Linked DNA regions of Mus musculus: regions 1, 2 and 3 are each linked to region 4. The links are chromatin contacts, called in public ChIA-PET and HiChIP or PLAC-seq maps. All regions are on one chromosome and are shown on one strand. The core of a region is the stretch at or near the end of the contact, and the rest is flanking DNA. Distances in the headings are between cores, read along the strand shown.

Region 1 (6,358 bases), core at 3,778-6,277, 720 kb before region 4:
TTCAAATAGAAGGGAAAAATGAAAAAACAAAACCTCTTTAAGTATGTCTATGTTCTCAGTCTACAGAAGAGTAGGTGAGTAGTTTCCAATTAGGTTTTGTGTTCCTCTACCTGGTGCATGAGTCTTTGGTTTGTCTTAGCTTCTTGGGAGGATGTTGTTTGGTATTGGCATCTAGTGACATGAACAAAAGATGCTGTTGAATTCCACAGAGCCAGCCTCCTACAATTAGGAGTTATCTAAACTCTGCTTCAGGTAAAATAACTCAATTTTTTCTGAAGTAAAGTCTGTTCTTTGGGGGCAGGAGAGAGAAGAGGGAGCTGGCTTAGCAGGTGAGGGGGGCTTGCCACCAAGCCCAAATATGACTTGAGGTTTGACTCCTGCAGGTTTGTTCTCTAATCTCATCACCTAAAACTAGAGGAGTAAGTAGAACCCTAGATCTTAAACTCCAGACAGAGCCATGAAGGGTAGACTGCCACAGAGGGTCAGAGAGCTGAAGTCTCTGCCGTCCCCACTTTCTGAATCTTCCTTTGTCCAGACTCCTGCTTTGGATTTGTTTGCGCTGCCTAATTCCTTTCCTAGCCCTCAAGCCCCAAATAAGAGAGAGTAGAATGGAACTGTTTAAACCAATTTATTACTTTCTAAACTTTTTTTTTAATATCTTCTTGTTATATTTACCCCTTTCCCACTTTTTCAAAGGTCTCTCTTGTTTAAGGTTTAAACTGGCAGATTTTCTCTATGCATAGTGTTTTAGTCTGAATATTATATACTTCCGTCTCTCTGGCTTGGGATTTGGCATCCTCCTGCCTCAGCATTTTTAGTACTGAGATTACAACCTGAGCAGTTGGACCTGATTTTTAAGAATTTTCTCAAAATCCAGAGTAAAGTGGGTAGACAGAATCTTTGGTCGGTAGACTACTGGTGGTAAAATAGGAGCTGTCCCCTATATGTCCTCCGCCCGGGGCTTCTAAACTGCTCTCTCTTTGTAATGTCCACTGCACACGTAGACGTCTTAGTTTTGATTTTTAACTACACATTCAAAGTTCTCCCTGTAAAGCTGTTACAGTCAGTTTGGGGTTTTGTAAGTCACAACGAATGGGTCGTCATAGCACTTAGCAGCTGTGTTACTCAGACTCCAGCTACATTGCTTTTCTCAGTGAAAAGTGGGAACAACCAGCGGGTTTCAGTTAGAATCGAATAAAGTGCTAAATGTGTTCTATAGTGTGTAAGACGAGTTTTCTATGTGGAAGCTATTTTTATCACTGAACATGAGACAGTGTGTGTGGGGTGGTGGTGGTGGGGGGGGGGTTTGAGTTGGTTAATGTTTGATAGAAGGTTGAGGGTGAAACCCCAGTGAAGGCACTGTTTTAGAATTGTACACTGGGGCCAATACGAGCTGTTGCCTTTGCGTTTGAGTTTTGAATCCAGATGCCCTCTGCTTGTGCTTGAGATTCTGTCTTTTAAACGTTTATAAGTTAGATTAACTCAGTTGTGTGTCAGTTCGTCCACATGTGTGTGCATGTGTGTGTGTCCACAGTGTTTGTGTGGAGTGGGGCAACTTGGAGGGGTTGTTCTCTCCAACCAGGTCACCACTGGGGGTTGAACTAAGACTTGACAGTGAGGGCCTTTATCTGCCAAGCCATCTCGCTGGCCCAAAGCTCTGTTCTTTATGCTTCAGTTTTCTCCTAAGGTGGGCTAACAACGAGGGAGGCTCGTGTGGTCTCACGTGTGCACTGATCCATATCTCGTGCTTAAGACAGTGTCTGAACATTGTTGTAATGCTCAGCTTCTGAGGCCAGCCAGTGTACTGGGGCTCTATGCAGATGATCCTCACAGCAGACTTGTACCACCGTCATCTGCCAGGTTACGGAAGGGAGCGTGATAGCAAACCTGGTTCTTGCCAAGGTTGTGTGCCTTGTGTGGCAGAGATTAGCTGGAGCCCCTGCTTCTCCCGTGCTGCTGGGGCATGCATCCTTGGGTACCCAGGACAGGGAGGGCAGCAGTGACTGTGGGCTGCTCGTGCGGCTGCAAGGGTCGTGGTGAGGGATTCACTGAAGCATCACTCCTGACAGGCTGTGCTCAGAGCCCTTCCTCAGAAGTGACCAGCTGACCCCACTGTAGAAGGCAGTGATTAGAGGTCAGATGTCTAGATTAAAGGGTTGCTTAGACCATCACATTATCCAGATGTTTTTTCCCTGTAAAATACTGTGCCAGGATTTCTGTGAAGAGTTTTCACTATTGTCACAGCAGACAGTATTTGTCACCGTTTCAGGAGTGTTTGACAGTCAGATTTTGAGCTGAGCCCTGGGACTGCAAGCTTGAGCCGTCGTGTGTTTTCTGAAAGGTTTCCGAGACAGTGTGGTCATGCATCCTCCTCTCCTCCCCCAGTGGACTGTAGTAGTGCACTACACGTCATGGCTCTAACTAGAAACACGCCATTGATTTCCTATTACATGAGCTGGCATTGTTGGTCCTGCAAAGCTGCTGATGACGTAGTAGCCTGTGAAACATTTTATCTTCAGTTAACATGGCTATTTTTTTTTTTTTTTGAAGGAAGAACCAAGGAGTCAGTATTGGAAACAGCATTTTTCTCATTGTCTGTTTGCTGTTTTCTTGCTGTCATAAAATAGCAGGGCACTGCCCTCTAACACTGATTAATAATCTCAGAGACAGAGGCAGGCTGACCTCTGAGTTCTAGACCGGCGTGGTCTACATAGTGAGTTCCAGGCCAGGCAGGATGATGATGTGAGACCCTGTTTAACAACAGTAACCTTGACACGGCCCTTACTGGATGGTTTGTTTGGTTCACAGTTCCATCAAGGCGGGGAAATCACAACAGGAGCTTAGGGGACCTGGTAGCATTGTGGTTCAGCAGAGAGGGAGGGAGGCCGAGTAGCTGCTCAGCTCCCTCTCTGCACTTAGGTCATGCAGGGTCTCAGCCTGGGAGTCCTCCTGACCACTCAGGATCGGATTGGCGTTTAGCACTGTTAGCCACCCTGAGCGGGAAGTGAAGTCTGTGATGTATCTATCCCCAGAAGCCTGCTGAGAGCATTGTAGCCCCCTGAATTTGGAGTTTGAGAGTGCTTGTGCACTGCCTCCTTGTGCTGGAAACAAAACTTCACTCCAGTCCTCTGAAAGAAGAGCAGGAGCTCTTCACTGCTAAGCCCTGGTGTATGCCAGAATAATGCCACATGCTCATCAAGGAAGATGTCCAATTGGTTAAGAGTCATAAATGGTATGAGTTGGGTGTAGAGGCTTGGGTTTTAGCAAACGTTGAATGGACATTGAATCCATAAAGGGAGGGTTTGTGTGTATGTGTGTGTGTGTATGTGTGTGTTTATTGGGACCAAAACCACCTTTGTTTTTATGTTTAAAATGACATACTTGTTTTTCCTTCAGCTTCTTAGGTTTGTATCTTTACTTTATTGAATATGGCACTGTTCATTTATTAATGTCTTTGTGAGGTTTGATATTAGTTATGTAGCGAGCCATTATTACCTGTCAGTTACATAATTCTCTAGACAGAAACCACTTAAATTGCTGAGCTCCGTGTAGCTGGTGTCACTAGAAACGTTCTAAAGTGAGTTTTACCTAGGACAACTTGACAGGAAACTGAAGCTTCCTTAACTGTAAATCACAGAACTGTGGAGCCACACTTTCTAGACTTGTCAGATACCTGTAATGTAGACCGAGGGTTAACTTGCTAAGTCTTAGATTCTGAATAGTTTATAAGACTAAGCGAACCCCTCAGAACTAAGTATCTAGCACTTCCACAGTAAGTACTTTATTTCTTTATTACAGTAGTTCCTTTGTATTTTTGTTTGTTTTTTGTTTTTGTTTTTGTTTGGTTTGTTTTTTTTTTTGTTTTTTGTTTTTTTTTGGATTGTTTGAAATGGGGTCTGGCTTGGTAGCCATCTCTGCCTCAGCCCCTAAGTGTTACAGTCCTGTGCTGTAGGGCCTGACTGGGGTTTCTTTAGAAAATGTGGTAATAGCCACAAAAAATACACCATCAGCCATTTTGAGTTGTACTGTGCACTAGAGTTAAGTACTTTTCGTATCGGTTTGAGACTGTCAGTACCATCTTTTGTCAGATCTCTTTTTATCTTGTTTTCCCAAGCTTTGTGCCCATTGAACACTTCTTCCCAGCTTCGCCAGTGACCTTTGTGGGGTTGGTTGGTGAATTGACTTCTCCAGGTACTTTCTCTGGGAAATGCTGATACGTGTTTAATCATCTGCTGCAAAGTGGTTCTGCCATTTTACTGCCTTGTCCCTGTCCCTCCCTGCCCTAGGCAGGTCTTTAATGGCACTAGAAAGAGTGGTTTCTACACCGTCAAACACCATACTTGGCATTAATTTTCCCTTAAAATATTTTAAATTAGTATTGCCTTATGTAAAATGACCACAAAATCATAGCACCACTTTCCTGTTCATGGAAATTAGAGTTTTGGGCTGTATTTAAACCAATGGAAATTTGAGTGTTATAAAAAGCTCTGTTTGAGCTCTGCATTTTCTGCTGAGTCACATGCAGATGTACTGCTTCTGTTCTCTGCTTTGAGTGTCTGAAATCTTCACAGAGCAGTGCTTAGAATCTGCAGGTAAAGAACTGCCATTGGATATTACCAGCAGTGTAATTTGCCATCTTATTTTTATTTAGATAGAGATACCTTGGATTAAGGGGTTTTGCAATGATAACACATTTGGTACTTACTAATAATTTCTTTGCATATCAGATTAGTTGTATATCGAGAACTAAGAACCATAACCCGTAAAGTCTACTAAGGAGCCAGCGGACTTAGTGCTGACCATGTGGCTTGTTTTTCCCTCAGCTATGTAGGTTTATATTTTAGTTTATTGAATGTGACCGTTCATTTGTTAATGTCTTTGTGAGGTTTGTTATTCGTTATGTAGCAAGCCATTGTTATGTGTCTGTTACATAGTTCTGTAGACAGAAACCAGTTAAATTACTAAGCAGTTTACAGCATAAGGGCTGTAAGGTCCTATGACCTGAATGCCGTACTTGATCAATGTAGTCAGAGGCCACAACACTGCTTTCTGTTCCCATTGTTCTTTATCCTGACTCACCACCGGCTTGTACTCTTCCAGCCCTAGGAGATTTGGTTTGAATTAGTGGTAATCTTGCAGTCGATCATTTGTCCACATAGGCGTGATAGCAGTGGTAATGTGATAAGGTGGTTGGTATAGGCTTACATCTTTGAGATACCCTTGATTTGGAGAAGCTCTCTGGTAGTTGCTTCTTAGATAACGGGCAGAACATGGAGTAGTTAAAAAGTACAAGTTAAAAATCAGATTCAAGTCTTTTGCTCTCCCTGCTATTAGTGAGATGACAGTCTTCTCCTTGTGTTCATCTTTGTTAAGCGTTACGTAATCAACCACTAAATTCTGCTTTACAGCATAGATGACAGCCCGTAGGAGCTGGAGTGAGTGAAGGTGAGCGTGAGGGAGTGGTTGAGCGAGCGGTGTGTTTAGTGTGTCTGCTGTGTGGCTTACTCTAAGCCTGGAAATACTTCGAAAAGTTTACCTGCAACACCAGTCGCTGCCATCTTAGCAGGAATGTTATATACTGATTGTTTTGCCTCTGAAGAAGCGAGGCCTGGTGTGTGTGAGCTACCCTTTTTGTTCTTTGTGAACTTAGCTATGCGCTCTAGAGCCTCCCCTCCAGAGGATGCCACAAGTGTTCAATTTCGCTTGTTATTCTTACATATTGTATAGGGAGTTAGGCTGGAATTTCAAAGGAAACCCTCTAGTTTAAACAGAAATACCTGGTTGCTACTTCATTCCCTCCCCCTGCCCTGATGAAATACCCTTCATTGCTGTTTCTGTAACATCTTAATCAAATCCAGATCCTTAAACACACACTGCTGGTAAACAAACCATGCCGGCACCAGGTTCAATCAACTGAGAAGAAAGGTAAAACACGAGGAACGTGGATGCCCACACCTTTCAGTCCCTCAAGCTGTGTGCCATCAGCACAAGACGCCATACTTACAGCCCTTCTGGTGGCCGCCTGGTCTGAACACTGAGCCCGCAGAATGGCTTCTTTTCACAAGTGGTTTTAACAGGTACCCAGGGGTGGTACCCTTCCACTTCATTCTTAGTGTGCAGTGCTGTCACTTGACACACACCCCCCTGCCCGTGTGTGTTCGTGTGTGTGTGTGTGTGTGATCTCTCTCCAGATCTCGCACTCTCCAACAACTTGTTCCCTTTCACAAACAGAAGTTAGGAGAGGCGGGATCTCGGCACCTCCAGCCTTGTGGCCGTGCATCCTGATGTGGCTGTAGATTCGTTTTCTAGCAACTGCAGACAAGTAACCTCCTTCATTGCACAAGCTTGAGCTCTGAAA
Region 2 (5,680 bases), core at 1,829-4,328, 620 kb before region 4:
CAGCCATCCAAAAGCTCTTCGAAAAGTTCAAAGACACCAGAGCTTTGAAGAGAAAAGGTCTTCTTTATTTTCTCTCTTGCCAAGCTGTGGGGCTGGGGCAAGGCCTTTGCTTTGTGCTCCTCTGTAGAGGAAGAGAAGCGAGATTAGTCTCCTCTGGGCCGAAGAGAGCTCCAGCCTTCTCGAAGGACAGGGCTGCTTGCGTGTGACAAGGATCCCCTGCACAGTGGCTGCTCACAGCTCTGTGTGCTTACCTGCCACAGATTTGGTGGCAGATAAATGTACTACCGTGCATTAAACAGCTGCTGTACACAACTAGGCCTGTGGGCTTTCTGATGTCTCATAGCTTCTTCATCCTTGCAGACAGTTGATGGGCGGGAGGCCTCTTAGGTGCTGTTAGTACATGCTCCCTCCCGAGTTTCAGCCCATGCCTATGTTGTTCTTCATGGGATGCTTTAGCAAGCATCAGCCCATTTTGAAATGATTGTGTAGGTCAGACAGGTTGTGGGGGTCAAAGGTTATAGCCAGACAACCTGAGGAGGAGTGCGTGACCCTTACCTGAGAGTGAACTATTAGGCCAAACTCTAAACCCCAAGGGTCGGTGTTCTCCCTGTTGGAGGGGGAAGGCCAGCCCAGGGTGCCTCTGTGTTCATCTTAACATTTTTCCTATAACCACCTCCGCAGCTACACCATTTAGCCTCTGCTCCGGCCATCCACGCCCCTCACCCCTTCCCTCTTCATTTCTCCATATGCTCTGCTCTCCCCCCCCACCCCCCCACTCCCCACCCAGGCTAATCTCACTGACCTTTCTGCTGGCAGCTGGGAATTAACATCAATTAGAGACTATTTACCAAAAGGACTATCTCTAGTTAATTAATGAGAAAGAAGTTAAGTTAAAGTGAGCAGGCTAGACTGATGCCATGACAGGTTTCAAATTGGCAGTTCAGGAGACAAGGCCTAAATCTCTATTTCCAAGAACTGGGCAAGTTCACACCTCAGAAGCTGCCATGCCACCTGGCCTGAGGCAAGGACAATGGGTCAGCAGCCATTTTCAGACCTCCTCAGTTACTTCCACAGCGACAGTTTCCAGCCCCCAAGCCCTGGCAATGGATTGTCCCTAGAGATGCAGCAAGATATAGGTTACATACCCTGAATCCCCTAATGTGCTTTAAATCAGGCCTGCGAGCTCATTTGGTTGTCTCTCTATCTCAGTAATGGGAGGCCCCCAGCATGCTGGACTTCTGCAGAATAAAACACTCTTTGCATTTACATACTATTTGAGTCCGGAGTATCCTTCTCCAGTGAACCATTGACCCTTACAAAAGGACTTTTTGACTTTGACTTTTTGTTACTGGGTAACGTCAACCGTTGTCAGTCTGGAGGTGCTGATGCAAAACAGAGTGAAGCCCTTGTGTTGTTAACATGACATACTCCAGTGTCTGAGGACTCACCTAATGACTGCTGCAACCACCAATCTAGGCAGAGTCCCGTAGGCAGCAACCTGGGTCACTAGCAATTGGTCTTAGCTTTGACAGCATCAGCTGGTTACTTAATTCATTAGCCGCTCTCCAGAACTGAGTTTGTAGCTCAAACTTGTTTCTTCCCCCAAATTCACCAAATTCAACAACACCCTCCTTACTCCCCATGCCAGTTCTGTTTGTTTTTTGTTGTCACAGGTGCATAGTTTTACTTCCGGTGCCCAGCCTGTCTGATCTATAACCTGGGTCACCTTTTCCCTACCCTCATACCACTGGCTCAGACTCCGTGCTTCAGCTTCTTCTCTCACTCAGTCAGGTCTTCTAGAGGATTCCAAACACTGCCTGTCTCTGCAGTGTGGCCTGAGTTAACGTACAGACAGAATTAGGAATGCTCTTCTCTCCCTCAGAATTGTCCTCGTCCTCATTTTCAACATCTTGAAACTGGCTGGGATGCTCGCCCCCCCCCTCCCCCAAGCCTCTCACCCTATAATCTAGCCATGGGTTTGTTCTTATTACTGTCGGTTTGGGCTTCTGTTTTCCCCTCTACCTGCCTTCCCTAGCTATGGAAATCCGACCCTTCATTCAGTAACAAACACAAGAGCCACCTCTTCCAGGAAGCCCTCTGGGAAGCCTCCTAAGAGAAGTCAGTTGCTTGGTCTTCTGTCCCCTCAGCCCTTCCTCGGCATCTTCAGGCATCAGTCAGGCGTGTGTTGGTCTGGCCACTCTGCTGGCTGCCAGATCAGAGGACAGGAGTGCTGCTCTCATCTCCAGTGTCAACAGATTGGCTCTTAACTTGCCCCAGGCCTGGGCTTATCTGATAGCCTTGTGGCCTCAGTTCGGAGATGTCCTGCAGTCCTTAGTCGCCCCCCCCCCCCCACCTTCCAACGCACCACCCCCCCTACCCCTTCAGAGGGTGTCGAGGTTTCCCTAGAAACTGCCACTTCAAAGCCACAAAGGAAAAACAAAAATCTAGCTAAATCAGGCAAGGCGGCTTCCTTCCGAGGATGCCTTCCTGTGCTCCTGCACCTGTGCGTGGCCTCCGGTCAGATTTTGACACGAACCAGCAGTTGCACTCAGAATCACCCAGGGGAGGTAAGGGTGCCCAGAGCAGGTCGACAGAGAGCTGACTTCTGCCCCCAGCCCCTCTTGGGAGTCCTGACTGGAATGGTTCCCTTCTTAACTGCCTTGAGGGTGTATGGTAGTTCTGCCACCTGGAGGGTGTGTCTTTCCCTATAGGCCAGAAACACTTTAAATCCTCACTCTGCCCTCTAGAGTGACCTGGTGCTTAATTTTCAATTTTTTTTTTTTTTTTTTTTTAGCGTTGATGGGGCTAGAATAATCCAGGGCTGACAGTTCTGCCCCCGACCTACCTCTGCAGGCTACAGGCTTTCTTTTCTACTTTTAAATTTTCCAGGTGCCCCGGGTTGCTCTTCCCAGTGGGAGTCCTGCCTTAAATCCTAGGCCATTTGCATTTTCTCAAGGACCCTTTGTGGCAGGTAGGTCCTCGCCTCTTGCAAATGACCTTGAATAACACTGCCCTCTGCACTCTTTCTGGCAGCCACAGGAAGAACGTCCTGCCCGCTGTGAGTCTGGGGCCTTGGAGAGCAGGGCAGGGAAAACAAACAGCCTGTCCTTATTCGTCCATTACTGCAGACCAGTGGATTGGGCATTTAGGATTTAGATTTGCAATTTGTGAATTGATTAAACGAGGAGACTTTACCGAGTGGCTCCCAAGGGCGCAAGTCTTTCATGCCTCTTTCACAGATGAAGAATCTGAGTTATGACAAAGTTTGGCGCACTCAACTCCCAACCAGACTCCCCCTATGGGCTCTTTATTCGCGCTGAATCACGGGCCTGACTGTCGCCCAGAGCAGAGAGGGCGTCGCCTGTGGCTGGCGGATTTTTACTGCTTCCTTTTCATACTTCTGTCACCTCTGTCTGATCTCAGTCCTTGCCTGGCCACTCCTGCGTGCCCCACAAACTTGGAAAACCGCTGCCCTTTTCTCAGCCATTAGCTAGCAGGAGAGAGGCGTGCTTCCCGATTGAGGGCGGCAGCCGTGATGGGGTGGGGATGGGGCCGCTGAGAGGTAGCCTCCGTTCATCAGGCCTGAGCCCACCGGCTCCCTCACCAGGCCTGCATCTCTTGGGTCTGGTGAAAAGAGAAGGGGGTGGGGGTGGGCGTGGAGCCCTCCTGGGAGGCCGATCCAGGGGCTTTCTCTGCCTTAGCGCTGTTGTCTGGGCTTGCCAAGTCCCACGAGTTGGCAAACTCTCGGAGAAGTGCTTTCAAAGCCGGCCTTCGCCCTCCTTGGCAGATGCCTCAAAGCTGTCTTGCTTTGCTCTGCCTGTGCCTGGGAGTCTGTACAGGGCATTTGTTCACACGCCTCAGTGGGGACATCCCTGGAAGAGGCTCACAGGCACAGTGGGAGCTCAGCTGGATGACCCTTGAGGCAGGACCACTTGGGTGGGCGTCAGGAACTGGGGCCAGGTGGCTTGGGAGGGGCAGAACGCCAGAATGGGCGAGGGAGGTGCTAGAAGTGTTCGCTCTCCTCGGGAATAGCGTTTAAGGACTGGGAAGCATTGCCAAATAGTTAACTTTTAGAAGCTGTAGGCAGGGCACTGAAACTTTTTCTATTTCTGTTTTACTTTAGTTATCCTGTTTGATGCAAAATCATAAATATCCCAGGACATAGAAATGAGTCCTCGGGACCAGACAGAATCGAAGATGGCCTTGGAATTTACTGGCCTCAAAACGTTTTTCTAAAGTTTCATTTCTGGACGTTCACAAAACTTTAAAAGTGAGGCTCTTTGAAAAAGCCAAGCACAGGTGTGGCACCTTTAATCCCAGCACTCAGGAGACAGAGGCAGGGGTCTCTGTGAGTTCCGAGGCTGTTCTAGGTTACAGTGAGTTCCAGGGCAAACAGAGCTATATAGTGAGAATCCTGTCTTAAACAACAGATAGATAGATAGATAGATAGATAGGCTGGCTGTTCCATGTTACAGTGAGTTCCAGGGCAAACAGAGCTACATAGTGAGAATCCTGTCTTGAACAACAGATAGATAGATAGATAGATAGATAGATAGATAGATAGATAGATAGATAGGCAGATTAATAGGTAGATAGATGGTCGGAAGATTATCTGATGCTTATGTGAACAGAGCCCATCCCAGACATCACAGGTAATAGCCCAACTAGGGTTGCCAATCAAAATGCCAAATACCATTTCTGCTTCTAGAAACACAGAGCATTTGGGCTGGTATGGCAGTACAATGACAGTGTCAGCCCCATGGGATTGCAGTAACAGCCAGCCCCATGGTAACACAGTGACAGAGAGCCAGGCCATTCCTTGTCTCTGGCAAACTTTTTAAATCGAGTCCCAGTGAACTTTTGTTGAGATAAATTAACAACAACAACAAAAATTAAAATCTTACCAATGATTTTTTTTTTCTTCTGTGCATTCTATTGTAATGGGAAGACCACTCAGACTCTAGTGAATCGAAAGTCTGGCGGGTACTAAACTCAGTTACGCAGGGTCCACATGTAGCTCCAAGTATTTAGGGTAAGGGGTTTTTTAAGGCAAAAACTACATCCTGCTCTCTCTCTTAGCTACAGGGGAGGTTTTGCACAAGCAAGCAGTTTAACAGAAGCTAAGATAAATTAGCTGGGGCACCTTGACCTTGGGTTCCTAGAATAAAGTTGGGTAATTTTCCATGGGATTCTCCATCCAGGAGATCCAATCTAGTTAAACCTAAAATGTCCTCATCATGAATACAAGACGGAGGACCCTCTGCACCTCTGGCCTGCCACGTTACCTCAGGAAAGACTGACCTGGCAAAAAGGCTCCCATCAGTGCGCGTGCTCATTAAGCAGAAAGCCAATCTTCCTCCCTAAAATGTATTTTAAAAAACAAGTCCCCACAGTTTTCCTTGGCACTGGTCCTCTGTGGCTAGGGTGTTAGAATTTTCTTCTAGTTTTACTGAATAAAAGTACATGTTTCCCCCCAAGTTTTCTTTTGTTTCAGAAAAGATAACTGACTATTTTCTTCAGGCACCTGTCCCCAACAGACTATGGTCAAAATACAGCACCAGCTAAGCCTATTCTCACCCTTACTATCAACCATTTTTAACTGAGATATTTAATAGCACAAGAGTACTCTTAATTTAATTACATTCATCTTTTAGGATGCCTTTCTTGACTTTGCCTATTT
Region 3 (6,412 bases), core at 1,422-3,921, 900 kb before region 4:
TTTTCTCATTAGAACACAAACAGGCATCTAAAATAAAATAAAATAATTGTATCCATCCATTCTGAGGATCTGTGGACTTACAGACTCATTAACCACTTAGCTGCTGTTCCTAAGCACATACGTGTGTTCACTTGTATGTGCACATGCGTGGAAACACACACACACACACACACACACACATAACATGACCACCATTTACCATTTATGTGTCTTGCTGAAACAAACTAAAACTACTTCTGCCTTCTCCTGGACTGCTGCAGTTGTCTCCCATGCAACGGCTTTCTCACTCTGCCTCTTTATAAGCAATTGTCGCACGCACTTGAGCCTCAGCAAGCCTTCTCAGAGGAGTGAGGTCATGGCTGTCCTCTGCTCAGAACCTATAGATGGTTCCTATCTCATTTGAACGGAAGTACCATTCCACCTCCCTGGTTCCATTTCTTACCATTCTTTTTCCACATTGCTTCCCAGCCCCTGGCCTTTCCCCATGACAGACCTGGGAAGGCCATGTCCCAGATGTGCATAGTCCCAGATGTCTTCAAGGTCCAGGCCTCACTCCCTCAGACATCTCCCTGCTACCCGCTCTGAACATGTATTTCCTATCCTTGGGCTCACATTTTATTCCCAATCATAAGCACACCGTATGCCATCTGTCTTCTGCCCTAGTTAGGTTTCTACTCCTGGAATAAACACCATGACAAATGCAACTTGGGGAGGAAAACAGTTGATTTTGCCTTACAGTCCCTCATGGAGGGAAGACGGGACACGAACTCCAGGCAGGAACCGGGAAGCAGGAACTGAAGCAGAGGCAACGAAGGAATTCTGTTTATTGCTTTCCTTTCCGTGGCTGGCTCAGCCTGCTTTCTTAATCAACCCATGAACGGCTGCCCAGGGGCGGCCCCAGTCACAGTGGGCCAAGGGCCAAGTCCCCCCCACACTAATCATTAATCAAGAAAATACTCTCATAGGCTTGCTTACAGGCTACTGTGAAGGAGAGAATTTCTCATGAAGTACTCTCTACCCAGATATGTCTAGGTTTGTCTCAGGTTGGCAAAGGTCAATCAGTCAACATGTCCTTTGAACCCACTTCTGGAATGGGGGGGTCATGAAAGTTGCCGGTTACCTTGTTTCTCTGGCCCCTGCACAGAAGCAGAGGCAGGCATGTAGGATGGGCTACTCAGGAACAACTCCTGCCTCAAGTCTAGGCTGAGTTTCTTTCTTTCCACCCAAGGACATTAGACACTTTGGGTGGAATGTTAGCTCATTTTTATTGATCGTGCACTACTTATTGGGCACTGTGCTACATATGTTGAATAAGTTAACTCATTTGGTTCACACAACTATGGAGAGGGTATGTAGCTTTCTCTGAATGAGGAAACCGAGGCAAGGTCAGAAGGTGGCTGCCAGCCCTAACTGACTCCAGATCTGCACATAACTGCTGGATCTGCAGTTGGAAAGAATTCCTGCAAAGTCATTAAGAAACACCTTTAATCCCAGCACTTGAGAGGCAGAGGCAGGCAGATTTCTGAGTTCGAGGCCAGCCTAGTCTACAGAGCGAGTTCCAGGACAGCCAGGACTACACAGAGAAACCCTGTCTCAAAAAACCAAAAAAAAAGAAAGAAAAAAAAAGAAACACTAAGATGGGACATTCTGGGGAGACAACTCAGTGGGAAAAGAGGGCTAGTGTGTAGCTCTCCAGCACCCATACAACAAGCTGCCCATAATCCCAGCATGCAATGCAATGGTAACTCTGTCTTCAGTGAGCGGCCGGGCCTTAATACAGAAGGTGGAGAGTGGTCGAGGAAGACACTGGTTGTCAACCTTAAACCTCACATACATGCACATACATGTGTACATATATGCCAAAAATAAAGGAAGAAAAGAAACACTGAAGAACTTTAAGAATTGAACAAGATTTATTCCCTAAATTTTATTTTATTTTTCAGGGATTAAAAATAGCTCCCACCATGGAGAAACCCACCCACTTACATCCGGGATGCAGAGAACAAGGAGCGCCATGCAGACGTCAGCTCTCTTCCCAGCTCCCACTGAGATGCCACTAATAAAGCAGTTTAGTGGAAACCAAGGGGCTAAAGGTGATGACATGCACACGTATATGCCATAAATGTGCTTGGAGTTATAAAAGCCCATTTGAAGATGAAGGCAATTCTTTTTACCCTTGTGAATTTATTCGAGTTCATATCCACAAGTTATTCTTTAAGCATCTGTATAGTTCCAGCATGTTCTTTCATTTGCTTCCATCCTTACCTATCAGGAATTGGAGCTACTTTGTCACAGCAGCGTGGAGAAATCTGGGTTCAAATCCCAGTCCCAACATCTTTGCATCATCTTGGCTAAGTCACTAGCAAAAGGAAGTATTTGTGGTCAGTGAAGTTGAGCTTATAAAACTATTTGTGATTTTTTTTCTTTACTATGGTTTTGTAGGTAAGATAAACTTTGCGAGTTTCACTTAGCTGTCAAGAGCTTGCTCACATTCTAGTGTTTTGAAAGAAGGCAAGTTGAGTCAACAAGTTTCAACTTGAGTGCTTAGTCCTCTGATGAAGTCATAGGGCCTTCCACTCACAATTAGACATCATAATAGAACTATTAAAAGAACTCCAATTGACGAATCTGTTGCTTCTTTTTCCTTATGAGGCTCTCTGGGAATGCTGCCCATACACAGATAGCTCCTTTGGCTGTCTTCCTGTGTCTTTCAAGCCCGTTGAACCACGTTCTTAAGTACTCATAATGGTCCACGGGGTTGCTGAATTCGTTTATAACATGTCAGAAGTAAAAAAAAAATGCATTACTGATAGACTCATTACACAGTATAGGGCCATCTCAAAGGGTTCCACATGGACCAAATATTCATGGTATTTGTGGGCTTTTTGCTACTGTTACAGCAGGAGCTAGGAGGAGTGCTGGTCCCGCCTGATGACAGGCATTTGAGCTTGCCTAGCCATTTAGCTATCTATATCTCTTGTCTGTATGTGTCATTGTTCCGCTCCAAAATAAAATTATTTCTCATTAGTAGTGCTAATCAACAATAGCAACAACGAAGTTTTCTTCACTTGGTATAGATCTAAAGAGGAGGAGATAGGGACCACTTAGGGAGGAAGTGAACATGGGGAGAGATCCTGTTATCCTGCTGTAAGCACTTCGCTAAAGTCAGAGAGACAGAGAGAGAGGGAGAGGGAGAGGGAGAGGGAGAGGGAGAGGGAGAGGGAGAGGGAGAGGGAGAGGGAGAGGGAGAGGGAGAGGGAGAGGGAGAGGGAGAGGAAAGGGAAGGGAGGAAAAGAGAGAATATACAAGAGTATGAGCTACTTCCTGGAAAGATGTTTGAACAGTGTTGAAAACACCCCCCCCAAAAAAAAAAAAAAAAAAAAACCAGGATGTTAATCCAGTGTCCACTGGACTGACTTTATAATCACCAAGGAAACGCACATCTGGATTTGTCTATGAAGGTACGTCCAGAGAGGTTTATATGTTTATATGAGGAGGGAGGACCCAATTTGAATGTGGGTAGTAGCGTTCCCTCCCGGGGGGCGGGGGGCAGGTTCCAGGCAGAATGAGGAGAAGAGAGTGAGCTGACACAAACTTTCATCTGCCTTTGCTTCCTGCCTGCAGATGTCATGTGACCAGCCAGCCACCTCAAGCTCCTGGACAGTAGTTTCCCTGTTAGGACTAGCTGTACCCCTCCAAACTGTGATCCAGAATAAAAAATGGCTCTTGTCATAGAGATGAAAAAAGTGACTACTATGAGAAACATAACATCTGACCAAAACGGAGATGTTAGCGTGTGGTTTGTAAGAAGCCCATCCCGTGGCCCTCCTTGCCTCTCATTCTCTGCAAGGCGGCTTTGAGATCGACTGCCACTGTGAGATGCAGTCTTCTAATCTTTCAGAGGTGGCTCTGGTCTTCATAAGGGCTTTTTGAGGACTTTCGAGTCCTTTGAGATCAAGGACACACACTGAGGCCCAGCTCCTGATGGGGCAGAACTAATAAAGTGTTCTAGTTAAAAACCAAGGCACCCTTGGGACCCACGGAAGCTAAGCGGCTGTGTTCTGAGCGTGAAAGGAGCCACTTGGCAAGTGGCTTCTCTCAGAGAAGAGATCCGATCCTCAGAGAAGAGATTTGGGCCTTTTACTTGGAGTATGAGGCGCTTGCTCTCTGCTGGTCGCTGCTGAAGACAGTTTCGCATGGCTCAGCCAGCTGTATTCCGGATATGCAGAGCTCTTCCACGCTTCCAGGTAGGACCCACGCAAGGGAATCAAGACGCTGCCAGCCTGTGCCTGAAGTGAGGATGCTCCAGTGTGAGACGGGAAAGCCCTACCACAGACACATCTGTTACGGACCCTTCTTACTGGGTGGAATGATTCTTACACAACTAACATAAAGACAGTGAGTTGGCCCAATGGGAAAGAGTCCTTGGTGCCAAGCCTTGGAACCAAGTTTAATCCTTGAGACCCATGTGATGGGAGCAACTGACCCCCAAAAGTTTCTTTGTGGCTTCCACATGCCTGCCAGGGCAGGATACTCACACGTATACATAGATACGCATACAATAAACAATGTTTAAAAACTAAAAATCAAGTTTCACTGTCTCAAAACATAAAGGTTTAAACTTTGTCTATTCCTTCCTATGAATATGGGTTGTTTTTACATGATTGAGAAATTATTCATAGAAATTAACAGCAACAAGTGCATAGTTTTCAGATAAAGTCCATATAAAAAGAACAGGTTTTAAAAAATTGAAAATACCGTGCAGCGGTGCCGCATGCCTTTAATCTCAGCACTTGGGAGGCAGAGGCAGGAAGATTTCTGAGTTCAAAGCCAGCCTGGTCTACAGAGTGAGTTCCAGGCTAGCCAGGGCTACACAGAGAAACCCTGCCTCGAAAAACCAAAACCAAAACCAAACAAAAAAATTTACATTATTTGGAATAAAATATCAGCAAAAAATAGAGGTCGAAATTAGTGATGAGGGGTTCACACAGAAGGAGCACAGGCAGACAACAAGGAAGAGAAAAAAGTTTTGAGTCATGATAGATTAAGAGGTTCCAAAGTACATCTATAGAAGATTCCAAAGGGAAACCGGCATAAGTAAGCCCGAAGTAGCATTTAAGGAGAAAACGGGCAAGAATTTCCCCAAACTGAAAGCCCACACCAAATCCCAAATAGTAGATATAGGTCCACACTGCCTGGAAACTGGAAAGCATCAACAGCAAATGGAATCCTCAAAGGTCCTGGAAAGAAAAGGCAGGTGGCCTACAATGGATAGCAACAATGTATCAACAATGTATCAACATCAGCATCAACAAGTAGAATAATTATTCAGACTGCTATAGAAGAACAGTCTCCAATCTGCCTGCATAAGAACCACAACTCTCACTGAGAAGACAGACAAAAGGAAGACCTGGAAGCATTCCCCATCCCCCCAGGCCATTAAACGAATACCTTGAGAGTAAGTGTCGACTTAGCACCTCAGGCAACAGTACAATGAGGCTGACACAGTTTTCAGCCCATGTTACAGTCAGAACACCGAGGCACAGACAGACTGGGTTCTCAGAGCTGGTGAGGACCACGATTTGAACTGGACAGGCTGGGAGATGCAGGGTGAAAGAAACAACGGTAGGAAAAGAAGTCGATGAAGACACATGGATGCCGTTTAGTTAACCATAGACTGAACAGGAAGATCAAGCTTTGCTCTATAAGTCGCTAAATTATGCCTCTTGGTGTGTTTAAGGAGATGGCAGTAAAGGGTAACGTCAAAGTTCTTATGGGAACGCACAGCAGGGCATGCGGATGCACAGTCAAATCCCAGCATTTGGAAGGTTAAAGAAGGAGGATGTTGGTTCAAAGCCAGCCTGGGCTACATGGCAAGACCCCGTATAAGTAAGTAATAAGTAACCAATAGATAATTTTCATGAACATTTAAAAGTTATAGTTGTATATCTTTAAAAGGTAAGTATAGCACACTAAGAATAGAGATGCAATGTGTAGCTTCCAAATGGGAAGGGGGAACTAAACACGGTTCAGAACATTTACCATACAATGCGAAGCTGAAGACGCGGGAGCATGGTTATGAAAGAGAATTGTTAAAAGAGAATCAAATACTTAGGAAGATCATTTCAAACATCAATAATTGTAATAAAAATATGAATTAGGGAGCAAGCAAGCTGGCTCAGCAGGTAAAGATGCTTGCCACCCAGCCTGATGAAGTGAGCTTCATCCCAGAGCCCTCACGGTGGAGGGAGGGAAGCAACTCTTGCAATATGTCCTGACCCTTTCTAGGTATGCTGTGGCATGGACACACACACACACACACACACACACACACACACACGTAAGTGTGCTCATGCACGAGCCCACTAAATGAAAAAAAAAAGATACTCCAATTGAGACTTAATGTCCAGAT
Region 4 (5,814 bases), core at 914-3,413:
AAACCACAGTCAAGCATGTTGAATTGTTATTCATGTTGAAATAATCACCTTGACCTGAAAATTATATACCTTAGGAGATAACAAAAGTAACCCAGTACTAATTAATTTCCAATGAAGAAGTGATCACCTCAGGTAGTGCATTAAATGAGATAATATCTCCTCTGGAAAACCATTGAAAAAATGTGATTTTTTTATTAAGAAATTACAATTCTTAACATAATTTCTCAAAATAAATATTGTAAGTTTTTAATAGAGGTAAAGAATTTAGAAATGACAATAATTCAAATAAAAGCTTTTAAGTTGGCTTCTAGTTGACCAGTACATTATCAGATACATTGCAATTTAATTAAAAAAAGTATCAAAACACCAAACATATAGCTCTCCATAAACACTAAAAGAAGTTACATACCTCCTTCACGTCTTTGAAGATGTTTACAAACTCCTCATTGATGGCTAAGCTTCTGCGTTCAATATCACCACGTAAATTTCTTCGAGTCCGCAAACTATTTTCAACAAAAAAGGCTGAAAGGGCCTTGAGAGCTTCCAACATCTCCTGCCGAAGTGACAACAGAGGGACATCATTGGGGCTGACTTTTCAGTGGTTTCCTGATATCCAGCCAAAACTCAATAAAATTATTTTCAATTGACTTATTTCCACTAAATGACTCAAAAAGTAATATCTGACTTAATTAATAAGCAGTAAACTTACTTCCAGGACACAATTCACAGTCTACTTACATATAGTTATATATGTAAAGGTAGTACACAACAGAATTGCTTTGAACTTTAATATATTTGTTAATTTTTACAAGAAGGTAATTCCCGTTTTTCATTTAACTTTATTTTACATCCTGACCAGTTTCCCCTCCCCTACTCTCCTCACAGCCCCTCTCCCCTCCCTCCATTCCTCCTCCATTTCTGAGAAGGCAATTCTTTATGTAGTATATGTTCTGAGAGACTGTAAGTGAATTGTCAAAGTGTAGAAAGTTATAGCACCAAGTATCATGAGATAAAAATATGTACATTTATACTGGTTTGGTGCAAAAGAAACTGATTTTAGTATGCCAATTATAAATCAATAGCTCAAACACCTTTATTAATTAAAACAGAAACCTTTACAATGGACACATTTTTGCCAATGAGTTCTGGATTCTGTGAACTCTTAGGGAGCTTCCAGTTGTTTGTGAACGTGTTTTTTCCTGCACAAAGTTGTCAAGATGCTTGAAGAAGTGAGAGCCAAAGTCAGATAAATGCAGGCAAAACTTTATAGCTCGATTCACTCAAATTGCAAAGAGTGGCTTGTGTGCCTGGCAGTTGGGAGTGCTGGAGAAACGGGTCTACTATGTTGACCAGTCCTTGCAGCAGGGTTTGAAGTACTGTGGTTCACAGGGATTCAGAAAGTTTTATTCATCAGACCCGCAGCAAATTTCTCAAATCAGCGACCATGACGTTTTTGTTTTGTTTTGTTTTTTCTCGCTGTTTTGTGGACCTAAGGTCCGCTTTGAGAAGCGCTTTGTAGTTTCTTCTTGATGCTAACACTGGGCTTGTCATCCCAAGCTGTCCTACTCAGTATGGCTTTTGGTAGCATGTCACAACCCTATCTAGCCCAGGGCTTTATTTATAACTCAGCATGTTAATGTTCTGTTTTTGACACACAGGAGTCAAATTCTTGTTGACAGCTTATTTTTACTTACTTCTATCTTTACCCACGTCTTTACGGCTCCCACCTTACTGTATTCTTTTGTGCCACGTAGGCACGGCTATACCTGGCTACTCAAAGCTGCAGGGGAGACAGCCAGCTCTGATAAGAGCCGCGAAGTACTGCTCTAGACGGTTAAGGGGAGGGCGTGCGGGAAGGAGTTCAAGTAAAGGACACAGCAAGAGCGCAAGGGCAGGGCACAGCTACCCCAAAAAGCGCTTCCCTACGCCTAGGACAGCAGCAGCTTCTGCCCGAGACCAGGGGTCCGCCCCGCCCCCTCCGGTTACCTTGTCATTTTCTAGCCGTGTCTCCAGGATCTTGTGCAGCTTACGCGACAGCGGATTGTTGGGCTGCGCGGGGGTCGCACCTGCCCCATTACTGAAGCCATTGGCGGCCCCGGAGGCGGGGACCGCAGCCACCTCCCCGCTGGCGTCAGCCATCGCTGACAGACCCGGCGTAACGGAAGCACTGCGCTTGTGCACTCACTCGCGCATGCGCACACCTGGCCGCGCATGCGCACCGCGATCCGAGACGCTCTACCTGCCCGGTTTACTTTAAAATCCTGGGAGGCGAGGACACGCTCAGAAGAGATTGGAGGTTGTCTACAAAGTGAGTTCCAGGACAGCCAGGGCTATACAGAGAAACCCCTGTCTCGAAAAACTAAAAAAAAAAAAAAAAAAAAAACAAACAAACAAAAAAAACCCAACAACAACAACAACAAAAAAAAGAGGTTGGAGGTTGTAAAAGAGACTTCAGGAATCTGAATCTTGAAAAAAAAAGCCAAAGTAATAATGTAAAATATGTAAAGTAATAATGTAAAGTATATGTAAAATATGCCGAAACCAGTAGCTGGCATGCATGCATGATCAACAGAACTGATTGCAATTAAATTTCGTTTATCTGAATTCATCATTCTGAAAAGCATCAATCGAAGCTAGAGTATTTGCCAGGGCTGCTGGTGTGCACTGACATAAATAATAAACAAGACAGTAAACAGAAGGCAATGAAGAGACAGAGGAAAGAAATGAAATGCAGGCCAAAGTGGTTACTCAAGAAGGCTTGGAAGGACCTGGCCTTTAATTTCAGATTTAAAAGAGACCTAGAGCTGTGAGAAATCTCCAAATAGGAGAAAGCCTACATGTAAAGGCCCAGAAACAAGGAACTTTGCATTCTCACAAACTGACCAAAGGCAGTGTAGCTGGAAAGCAGTGGGCAAGAAAGTGTTTCTCCTGTATGCATGTGTGTATGTGTGTATGCATGCATGCATGGATGTGCACTGTATACATGCAGTCCCAGTGGAGGCCAGAAAGGGCGTCATGTCCCCCTAGAGCTGGGGTTATGATGGTTCCAATCCGGGGTCCTAAGAACTGAACCTAGGTCTTACACAAGAGCAGCTGTGCTCTTAACCACAGAGCCATCTCTTCAGCCTGCGATATCACTTTTTGATTTACAAAACACGGTGACAATTATCAATAATGGCCATACTGTGATAGTGTTAACTGATCTTTTTTATTACACCTGCAAGTTCAGATTCACATTATCGAGCTAGTCTTATTTATTGGCAGTTGCTCTGTGGTAGCAACTCTCTCGCCATAACATGTTACTGGGCACAGGCACCCAAAATTTCAAATCTCTATATACTAATTCCTGCAATCTTCTTTAATCCTTTTCAGCTACTACAGCAAAATGCTCTATACTTGGTAGCTTACAAACAATAGAAATTTATTTCTGATTGTTCTGGAGGATGAGAGGTCCAGAGTCAAGGCACCAATGGCCCTGGGTTCTGCTGGGGTCCCTTTCTGTGTTCATGGATGGACATGTTTGTGCTACTAACCTCATCTGATAGATTGGAGGGATGAGCTGGCTCTCTGAGAGCTGTCTTATAAGATCATAACTAACTCGCCCTCTTCATCTAGTCATAGCTCAAGGTTCAGCCTCCAAACAGCAGAGACCAGGAATTCTGTGTTTGCATTTTAGGGAAACACAAGCATTCAGACCACAGCACCACTCTTCCAAGGATGTCAGACCTTGTAAACCTTATCAACTTCTATATGCCTTTTATATTCTCTTCAAATAACAACTTTCTTGCTACCACTTCTTTAAAATAATTGATTAATTCCCCCATGCAAAGTCTATAGCAATAAAAATGTATAACTCCTAAGTTCCTCATGATATGTAAATAAATAAATAAATAAATAAATAAATAAATAAATAAAATTCTGACATTTTTGTTCAGTATTTGCATGGGCGGGGGCCTTACTCCACTCTGTATTTGTACTCCAGTCAAGTCAAGATTTTGCTGTGCACCAACTTTTGCCTCAATAGCAGTAAAGTAACGATCAATAACCAATCCTATAGAAGCTGTTCTTTAAAAAAGAAAGCAGAATAAAATGGGTAAACACTATAGGTCTTATTCCCACAACTGTCACTAAGCTGTTGCTGGAATGCAAGATTTCTGTCTTTTCCAGACTGTTAGCTGACCAAGGTTTGATATCTGGTGAGGTGACTTACACAGTCACACAAAAAGAATCAGAGCCTTTGGGTGGTTCTGCCTGTATGAGGTTTCTGTGGTTTTCATTTTGCCCCAGAGCATGGCAGTTCTAGGAAATGGTCTGGTGATTCTCTAGGTCCCATCCTTGCTCCCATACTCCACAGGTGACTCCAGTTCCTCCTTAGGATCTGTCATACAGCCACCCGAGTCTCTCTTGGTTTGGTCACTCAGCATCATGAGGAGTTCTCAGCCTCTAGTTCAATGAGTCCCTGCTGATGCTCTATCTTAATGTCCTAATATCTTTCAATGCAAGACCTCATTTCTGTCAATTGCAAACACCAAGATGTCACCACTGGTTTAAGGTCCAGTATTGGTGTTACGAGGATGATATATTTTTGCAGACCAAGAACAATATGATGGGAAGTCCAATTCTACACACACACACACAAGCTTGCTTTGTTTCTAGTTTATATATTCTGACTATATGAGGTAATGAATCAATATGAACTCTAGCTAAGAACAGCATGGGCCCTAGACTAATGAGGTGCCATTTCTTGGCTGTTGCTAGCAGGTTGTTGGTAGCTTCTACATTATAGGGCAGTTCCCTCTTCAAATTGAAATACATAATAAGACTAATGAATTCCATAGGTCTAATACTTCTTTCATGGTAAAGATTTTTTTAAGATTTATTTATTTAGTATACAGTATTCTACATGCATCTATGCCTGCACACAAGAAGAAGGCACCCGATTTTGTTATAGATGGCTGTGAGCCACCATGTGGTGGCTGGGAATTGACCTCAGGACCTCTGGAAGAGAAGCCAATGCTCTTAACCTCTGAGCCATTTCTCCATCCTCAAGAATTTTTTTTAATGTAAGAAGAAAGTTGTATATGAAACTATAGTGAGGTAGAAAGTGTTCAGTAATTGGTGAGTAGCAGAAAACTAGCACCCTAAAGGATAACTAAAAAAACAAAATATGTCTCCTTCCCTAAAGAAGACTATGCAGCCAGTCCTCCTCATGTATGTGAATCTTCAGAGACTCTGCTTTGTTTGCCCTTTGTAAATTGGGTGCTCAATAGTGAATGACAGGTGTAAGGACCTACCTGCTGCTGAATCCATACTTTTAACACTATTTTACTTTGTGCACGGGCCCCAACGGGTAACTAGGAAAAAGGATAATGGATACTCAGAGTTGGTGTAGTGTGGCCTCTCAGAGGACTCAAAAATGTGTGTGTGTGTGTGTGTGTGTGTGTGTGTGTGTGTGTGTGTGTGTGTGTGTGCTGATCCCCAGGATGACTTATTGGGGAAATAAGAAGGCAGGTCATAGAACTGCAGGAATGATGAAGACCTGGATGGAAATTAACCAGCAGTGTGGGGTCTTGGGGATGAACCACTGGACAGATTTTAGGACTACTGGCCATTTTTCTGCTTTTGCACAACATTCAAAGTCTGGACACAAGCTCACTTTGGCCACGTGCCCATCTATTGATCAAGACTCCATGATTTACAGACCCAACCTGACATCATACAACTCAGGAGAGTTATTTCTAGTCAATGTAATAACCATAAATTTGTGGTTTGTGACACAGGTAAGAAAGTAATCCATATAAGAAAGGTGCAAAA

What was found. ChIA-PET counts read pairs in DNA pulled down with a chosen protein or histone mark. HiChIP or PLAC-seq counts read pairs in DNA pulled down with a chosen protein or histone mark.
Region 1: a contact with region 4 is called in an RNA polymerase II ChIA-PET map of memory CD8 T cells, with 5 times the contacts expected there. The contact joins the enhancer-like site here to the promoter of Cog6 in region 4. A contact is called at or near these places in 3 of 39 promoter capture datasets (the HPC-7 cell line, cranial neural crest and embryonic stem cells) and 7 of 115 datasets of contacts at active chromatin or transcription factors (bone marrow-derived macrophages, double positive thymocytes, embryonic basal ganglia and 4 more).
Region 2: a contact with region 4 is called in an HNF4G HiChIP or PLAC-seq map of pancreatic cancer cells. The contact joins the enhancer-like site here to the promoter of Cog6 in region 4. A contact is called at or near these places in 4 of 39 promoter capture datasets (the 3T3-L1 cell line, hippocampal neurons, pre-B cells and 1 more), 1 of 484 Hi-C or Micro-C datasets (uterus), 2 of 115 datasets of contacts at active chromatin or transcription factors (memory CD8 T cells and pancreatic cancer cells) and 1 of 9 other capture datasets (embryonic stem cells).
Region 3: an H3K4me3 HiChIP or PLAC-seq map of craniofacial prominence shows a contact between it and region 4, with 6 times the contacts expected there. The contact joins the enhancer-like site here to the promoter of Cog6 in region 4. A contact is called at or near these places in 5 of 39 promoter capture datasets (the C10 cell line, hippocampal neurons, liver and 2 more) and 1 of 115 datasets of contacts at active chromatin or transcription factors (craniofacial prominence).

Annotation. Positions count from the first base shown.
Region 1 is chr3:52,291,389-52,297,746 of GRCm38.p6, forward strand. All of the region lies in intron 1 of Foxo1 (forkhead box O1), which reads left to right. Among named protein-coding and RNA genes, the nearest start is that of Foxo1, 26 kb to the left of the region's middle. Within about 2 kb of position 5,028, at least 49 of the 459 cell types and tissues checked have an H3K27ac peak or open chromatin away from gene starts, as enhancers often do. A contact at or near this core is called in memory CD8 T cells, where this site is marked.
Region 2 is chr3:52,397,948-52,403,627 of GRCm38.p6, forward strand. No RefSeq gene overlaps it. Among named protein-coding and RNA genes, the nearest start is that of Gm38537, 66 kb to the right of the region's middle. Within about 2 kb of position 3,079, at least 211 of the 459 cell types and tissues checked have an H3K27ac peak or open chromatin away from gene starts, as enhancers often do. A contact at or near this core is called in embryonic stem cells, hippocampal neurons, memory CD8 T cells and 3 more, where this site is marked.
Region 3 is chr3:52,118,505-52,124,916 of GRCm38.p6, forward strand. No RefSeq gene overlaps it. Among named protein-coding and RNA genes, the nearest start is that of Maml3, 17 kb to the left of the region's middle. Within about 2 kb of position 2,672, at least 7 of the 459 cell types and tissues checked have an H3K27ac peak or open chromatin away from gene starts, as enhancers often do.
Region 4 is chr3:53,015,060-53,020,873 of GRCm38.p6, forward strand. It overlaps Cog6 (component of oligomeric golgi complex 6), which reads right to left and starts at 2,164. Exons shown (of 19, transcript NM_026225.3): 1 at 1,987-2,164; 2 at 410-553. The coding sequence starts at 2,139.